Linked DNA regions of Mus musculus: region 1 is linked to region 2. A link is a contact called in public HiChIP or PLAC-seq data. All regions are on one chromosome and are shown on one strand. The core of a region is the stretch at or near the end of the contact, and the rest is flanking DNA. Distances in the headings are between cores, read along the strand shown.

Evidence for each region. HiChIP or PLAC-seq counts read pairs in DNA pulled down with a chosen protein or histone mark.
Region 1: an H3K27ac HiChIP or PLAC-seq map of embryonic stem cells shows a contact between it and region 2, with 10 read pairs. The contact joins two enhancer-like sites. A contact is called at or near these places in 2 of 15 datasets of contacts at CTCF or cohesin (CD8 T cells and pro-B cells), 11 of 484 Hi-C or Micro-C datasets (Th2 cells, cerebral cortex, granulocyte-monocyte progenitors and 6 more) and 2 of 115 datasets of contacts at active chromatin or transcription factors (CD8 T cells and embryonic stem cells).

The regions. Positions count from the first base shown.
Region 1 is chr11:5,476,105-5,479,615 of GRCm38.p6, reverse strand. No RefSeq gene overlaps it. Among named protein-coding and RNA genes, the nearest start is that of Gm11963, 8.0 kb to the left of the region's middle. Within about 2 kb of position 1,260, at least 10 of the 459 cell types and tissues checked have an H3K27ac peak or open chromatin away from gene starts, as enhancers often do. A contact at or near this core is called in embryonic stem cells, where this site is marked.
Region 2 is chr11:5,410,291-5,413,851 of GRCm38.p6, reverse strand. The region is part of intron 1 of Znrf3 (zinc and ring finger 3); the gene reads left to right. Among named protein-coding and RNA genes, the nearest start is that of Znrf3, 33 kb to the left of the region's middle. Within about 2 kb of position 2,016, at least 68 of the 459 cell types and tissues checked have an H3K27ac peak or open chromatin away from gene starts, as enhancers often do. A contact at or near this core is called in embryonic stem cells, where this site is marked.

The DNA of each region.
Region 1 (3,511 bases), core at 11-2,510, 67 kb before region 2:
GACAAGAGAACTCCCAGGAGCTCTCAGGCCAGTGTGCCTGTCATACACAGCAAGTAATGAGCCTCTCAAACAGGTAGGAGGTGAGGACTGACTCCCTCCAACTATGGCCTGTACACACCCACATTCACTGCACAAATGCGTGTGTGCACGCACGCTCGCACACACACTTTGTTTGATCCAGAAACTTGCTAGACTCTATCCCCCACCTGACAAGAACATATGTAGAGGAGGAAGACACAGTATATAGTCCTTGTCCCCAAGGCCAGGACAGATGAACCACAGAGCCAAGGAGGCTTCGGTGAGAAAGATGGAAGATTCTGATCGGCATTAAACGGAGCTCCCAAGGGCTGAGAATGGAGTTCTGAGCATGCTCAAAGGCCCGAGCTTGATCCTCAGAATGGGGAAAAGAAAATAAGTAAAAAGCAAGCAAGGAAAAAAACTGTAAAGAATATTTAGGAGGTGGGGATATATCTCAATTGGTAGAGTGCTTATCTAGCATGCAGGAGAACTGGCTTCAAGTCAAGTGCTCATAAGTCAGGCACAGGAGCACAAAGCTGGGAGCAGGAGGGTCAAGAGTTCAAGGTCATCCTCAGCTACACGCAGCAGAATATCTGTAGAAGCCAGAGGACAACCTGACAACTTGTAAGTAGTCCCCGGAGATTTGAACTCAGGCACTCAGGCTTGGCATCGAGTGCTTTTCCTCTTTGAGTCATCTCTTCAATCCTAAAATGGACTTTGGAATGAATTTTATTTCTTTCCTTTTTTAAATATTTATTTTATGTATGAGTTCTCTACACATGTACACCTGTGTACCAGAAGAGGGCATGAGATCCCATTACAGATGGTTGTGAGCCACCATGTGGTTGCTGGGAATTGAACTCAGGACCGATGGAAGAGCAGCCAGTGCTCTTAAACGTTGAGCCGTCTCTCCAACTTCCACTTGTAAATCTTTTTAAGATAATTGTGAGGCTTACCTTATGGAACTTTTTCTTTATTTTCCAAAATTACTAAATTAGTTATTGTTTTACACAGTTTTGCTAATCTAAAATATTTTTACATTTATTTTGAGTTTATTGTGTGTGTAAGGGGAGGTTCTGTTGCTAACGTCCTGTTCCCCAAATGGTTCTTGATTTATCAGTAAAGAAGGCCGGGTGTGGGGGAGGAAGCAGGAGACAATTGCTGGATGGAAGCACAGGTGGGACTTCCGGCCCCGGGAGGAAAAGGCAGACACAGAGGAGGAGAGGGGCGTTTCTGCTCTGCTTTGGAGGAAGAAGAATGTAGCAACCATGCAAGGTCTCTGGACAAGCTGGGGCTGTGGCCTCCACTCCAGGCAGGTGGCCAAGGATGTTTGGCGGGGCAGGTGGGACTAGGCACTAAGTTTAGGGCAGGTGGAGAGATGGAGATAATAAATTGGTAAGAGCGCACTTTTCCAGGTGGGGGATATCGCCCCCAGCAACTGTGCCTAGAAGGTAAGTTGTAAAGTAACAACCTGTGTGTGCCTTTTATCCAAGGATTCGGGGAAGCCGGGTGGGAGCTGGGATCATGGTCAAAGGCAGGTAGTACAAAGGGCCAGAGTGCAGCCCGTCCCAGGCAGAGGCGGTGGCATTTAAAACTACGTGCAACGTGTGTGTAGATCAGAAGAAAACTTAAAGAAGCCAGTTGATTCCAGAGATCAAGCTCAACTCCTGAGGCTCAGCAGCAACCCGCCCTGAGCCATCTACTCTAGTGAGTCATTTGATCTTTCACTTGCCCCTTGTCTGGAATGCAGATGAGATGGGAAAGATGGAGCAGCCGTCTTGTGACCACGAAGGGATGGGTCCAGCATGACAGTGGTGAGGGTCAGGGCTAGGTGGTCAGAAAGGACAGACAGATGTGAAGTGAGTTTCTGCTGGCAGCACACAGCCACAGCTCACAAGCCCAGAATGCCCATTTCTGGGTTTTTATCATACGGGAAGAGCCAACCCATTCTTTGGCTGGGTTTTCGGCTACAAAGCCAAACCAATCAATAGCTGGTAGAAAGGCTGAGCTACAGATATATTTTAAGCTGGGGCACTACACGTGGCTCTAGGGCCTGGAGAGATGGGAATTAGAAGCAAATGCTGAACTTGTATCAGGCCAGATCACAGAGCCTTCTGGGGAACCCAGGCCCTGGGCCTTAGACCGAGAGTGCCATCCTTCAAGATAAACAATGTGTAAATGAATCATTTTAAAGGAAAATTCTCCTGCCTTTCTCCCCACATCCCATAGTAGTCACTAAAAGCACTTTAAATTGTTGTTTGTTTCTACTGACCAGCTTTAGATTCACTATGTAGTTCCGGAAGGGATTGAACGTGGAGCCTCCTGTCTCCATCTTTGGAGGCCTGGAATTACGGGTGTGTGTTACCACTGCCAGGACAAATAGTGCTGGAGATTCAGTGTTGAGAGACCACATCTTCTTATGTGTAGGACTGTGGGTCTAGTATGTAGCAATGCAAGCATGCACACACACACACACACACACAGAGTCAATTTAAGATTGTCTGGTGGCACACCCCTGTGATCCACTCATAGTGAGACTCTGTCTCAAAAACAAGAGAAAACAATCCAGTCTCTACCATGCCAGCCACTCTTCAGACACTCGATAATCAATATTGGTATATTTGCATGATTTAGGTTGCTTTTTTTTTTTTTCAGACGGGGTTTTGTTTTGTAGCCCAGGCTGCCTTCAGATTCAAGGTCCACGTGCTCTGTCTCCCCCACGCTGGGATTGCAGGTGTGTAGTTACACTCAGCTTTCTGGTGCCTCTTTATAGACAACATTCTCCTTACAGAACACCCTGCTCAGGAATGGTGAAAAGACACTGGACTTAAACATGGGTTTACTCTGTGCCCTGAAAGTCCACTCCTTGGCACAGGGCAACCAGTCAATGTTAGACCACAGCCATGTTCAAGAACCTTCTAAGCTGCACCTGGTGGCACTTTAGTCCCAGCAGAGACAGGAGAGGTAGGCAGCCTGATCATCATAAATTCTGGGCCAGGCATGACTACATAGAGACACACCCACCCACCACCTACCCCCCCCCCCAAAGAAAGAAGAAACAATTTCTAATTTTATGTAGAAAGCCCTCGAACTGAACCTAACTCCCCATCAACATGATACAAGACTGCTATTAAAAAGTTCAGAGGAAAAAAAAAAAAAAGTAGCCAGGTGGTGGTGGCACACGCCTTTAATCCCAGCACTTGGGAGGCAGAGGCAGGCAGATTTCTGAGTTCGAGGCCAGCCTGGTCTACAGAGTGAGTTCCAGGACAGCCAGGGCTATATAGAGAAACCCTGTCTCAAAAAACCAAAGAGAGAGAGAGAGAGAGAGAGAGAGAGAGAGAGAGAGAATGCTGCTCTGAAAAAAAAAGTTCAGAAACAGCTTAGGTCACAGTAATGAAAGGATAGAAAGGATAATGTTCACTTCAAGGTAGCTGCTGAGAGGCAGGGGCATGGTCTGCCTTTTCTTTCTTTCTTTTTTTAAAAAAATATTTAT
Region 2 (3,561 bases), core at 767-3,266:
CTTCCCACCTGAATTTCAAACAGGAAAAAAGATGAAAGGGCTAGAAATGACAAGTCTGGAGCAGGAAGGCTCTCATTTGCAAACTGTTTCTTTTCATCTTCACCCCTTTGTTTCTTTAAACGCACACACAGAGGGACTCCCCCTCCTGAAACTGGTAGCCCAAGCATATGACTCCCTCTAGTTCACTGAGGGCAGCCACTTCTCCTTTAAGCAGGGAGACCTGCTCCCAGTGATCTATTTTCCTTAGGGCCCTGATCCCCTCTTCTGTCTGCTGTTCTGCTGCCAGAGGTCACATTCTCTTTACAGATTTCTCAGAGCCTTTTACTGATGGGGTCTATACCTTCATATCCTAAATTTTCTTGGCTGTTTGCTTTGTCAGTCATTTTTGCATGTGTTTAGTGTCATGCAGACCTCTCTCACCCCAGTCAGTGGTTCTTCCAAATATTCTTTGAGCACTTTCTGCCCTTCTTTCTAGGCTATAGCTGCCACTACCAGGAAGCTGTCTTGGAGCTCATTGCAGTAAAGTTGTCTCTGCCATCTCTGAACTTGTAACAACCTTGCCTGGCTACTCATTTGACATTTAATAATATATTATCTTATGTTGTTTAATTTATAGGTATGGTCTTTTAATCACCTTTAGCTGTTGTGAGGACATACTTTGTTTTCTTGACCCTTTCTTTTAGTTTGTATTATGTGCCCTGCCTTTTGGCCCATGTGTCTGAGATCTGGCCTTGAACATACCTAGTAGTGCTGTCTCATGTCCTTTTCCAGTTAGCAGCTCTCTTTGATCTGTATGTGGCACCTGAGGGAAGAACCGCACTTGCATTCCTTTCTTTTTGGCACTTCTTTCTCTGTTATCCTCCTGTGTCAGGTGTATATCAGAGGAAGTGCCAATATTGTAGCTCTTGATTTAAAAATGTAGAAACAAGCTTAGAGAGGTTAGGCTACTTACTCAAGACCAAATAGTTAATCATTGGAGCAAAGTTGACCTTGTGGTATGTAGCCCAAGGATGTGCCATGCCCCATGCTGGCTCCCTATGTTGGTGTTGGGAATCCACTGGCTTGTCAAGTACTGCAACATTTAGGAAGGAGTTGCAAAGTAAAGCTTTACCTACCCCTCCAGGGGTCATTTCTAATCTGGCTCCTACAGAGCCGACTGTAGGACCTTCTCCCTGATGTCCATTCATGGATAGTTCTCTGCATGGATGGGCTCCCCAAAGTATATTGCTGTGAAGATGTGACAGTGATCCCCTATGCTCTACAGGGACTGTACAGGAAAACTGGACTCAGTGGACTACATCCTCTTTATTTTTTACTAACAGTACAGGATACAGTAGGAATGCCATGACATCTACCCTCTACCTTCCTTCATCTAGTCTCAAACTACTAAAGATCTGTGAGGAAATTGGGTGTGGTGCTTCATCCTTGTAATTTTAGTACTGCTGGGAGGCTAAGGTAGGAGGCTTAAGAGAGGAAGTCTAGTGCCAGCTTATGCTTCATAGTGAGACTGTGCCTTTAAAAAAGATTTCAAAGGGTAAAGCTAGCAGAATTAGAGGGTATAGTCATTTTCAGGCTCTCATTGTAGGACATATTTGCATGGATGTATATATACTAAAGAAAACTGTAGGGCATAAGATACAGTGAACCTCCATAGAGACTTCACTCAAGCAGTTGTCAAGCCTGGCTCAGCTTGTCTCATTCCTGTATTATTTTGAAGTAAAGTCAGCCATATATTTTTTCCTGTTCCAGTAAAGAGAAAAAAATATTTTGAAAAATAAAACCTCACATTGGAGGTCAATGTTAATTTAGTGATGTCTCTTTCCTAGAGCTATTTTTTCTACCTCGCTCCCCTCCCCCCAGAAAATGTGTGCCCTTCAGTACTTAGCAGGGGGTGGGGGTGGCTGATGGCCATTGGCCAATGGGACTCAACCTGCAAGGCTTGGCCCTGGCCCTTGTGATCAGGATCTGGGATCCTGCCTGGGCGCCTTGATGGTATCAGCTTTGCTGTAAGCGGGAACCACAAGATCAAAGGCTCCGAACTCTGAGGTGCTTCAAAGCCGCCTGAGCAGCTCGGATTGATGTGGAGAATGAGAGCGCCCTACTGATGTAATCATAGCCTGTGAGACAGGTTCTCCTTTTTTTTTTTTTTAAATTTAAACAAAGACTCCCCTTGTTTATTTAGCAAGGTAAAGCGGGTGCTGTGCAGGGCACACGTGCAGTGTGTGTGTGTGTGTGTGTGTGTGTCCGTCCATTCTAGCCTGGTTGGTTTGTGAAGGGGCAGCTAGTAGTGGCTAGTCTGCAGGTGGGCTTGGAGATTTTCCATAAAAGACAACTTGTTTGTGTTAGGAGCAGTTAATTTCCTCCCACTTTTTTAGGATGCTAAGATTTGTTCCTGGGTTATATTACTAAAATCTTGAAAGTACCATCCCACAAAGGAAGATACAGGCTTCAGGCCACACTTGGTGAAGCAGGTAGGGAAACAGGTCAAAAAGGGGGAAGTCTGGGGAAAGCTCATCTTTCCCTCCCCAGAGGCTGTTGGGCAGAAGCCTAAGCATGTGAGGATTAACCCCTCCACATACCTGAATAGTTTTCCAGTCTCTATAAAAACTGCTGACATTTGACATTGGCTGATCTTGCAGTGTTCCTAGCTTCCATCAGTCCCTCTACTTTTAATAGATAGGTACACAAATCTTTTAAACCCTGTTAAACTACCTCTATGAATAAATATCCATATTTTGTTTTCTTGCCTAGTGAATCTTACAAATGACCACATAGATTAAGCAACCTTCCAATTGATCCAGGCTGGCGGATGCTGAGTTCTTTCCCAAGATACCCCATAACCCCCAATCAGAGTTCAAACTTGGTGGAGTTTCTGGCATTCTTTAGTTTGAATCGAAGTCATAGTGACTGAGGTCTATTTTTATGTCTTGCATTGGTCTCAAGCAGACATATTGTATGTAAACCATATTGCTCTTCTCTCTTCCCATGACTGTTTCTCTTAGGATAACCAGTGTTTGTTACTTAGATAAGAAGCGGACAACCTTCTATTTATCCTCAATGAGGTATCCTTTTGTTTTGCCTCATGCTTTCTCTGTCCTTATACATATGAACCCTAGAAGGCAAGAATGAAATTCATTCATTCTTTCAAGCCTTCCTCTTTCTTCTCCATTTTTTCTAAATACAAATAAATGTTTTCCCTTATCTTCTGTATAAACACGTTTCCCAAATATTTTATTGTGAAAAACACTGGAAATAATTTCACAGCTACCCCTTATACATACTGACTGCCATTCGTGTTTTAGTTTTACATATTTACCTATGCATACATGATTCCAATCCCCAACCCCGAGACAGGGTTTCTTTGTATAACCTGTCTTGCTTGTCCTGGAATTTATTCTGTAGACTACAATGGCCTTGAACTCAGAGATCTACCTGCCTCCTGAGTCCCGGAATTCAAGGTATAGGTCACCACTTATACACAATTTTAATATTTACAACATAAGTACTTGTGTATCCAGCTCAGGTATGCTTACCTGTTCCAGTGACTGCAGGGGGGTTGAG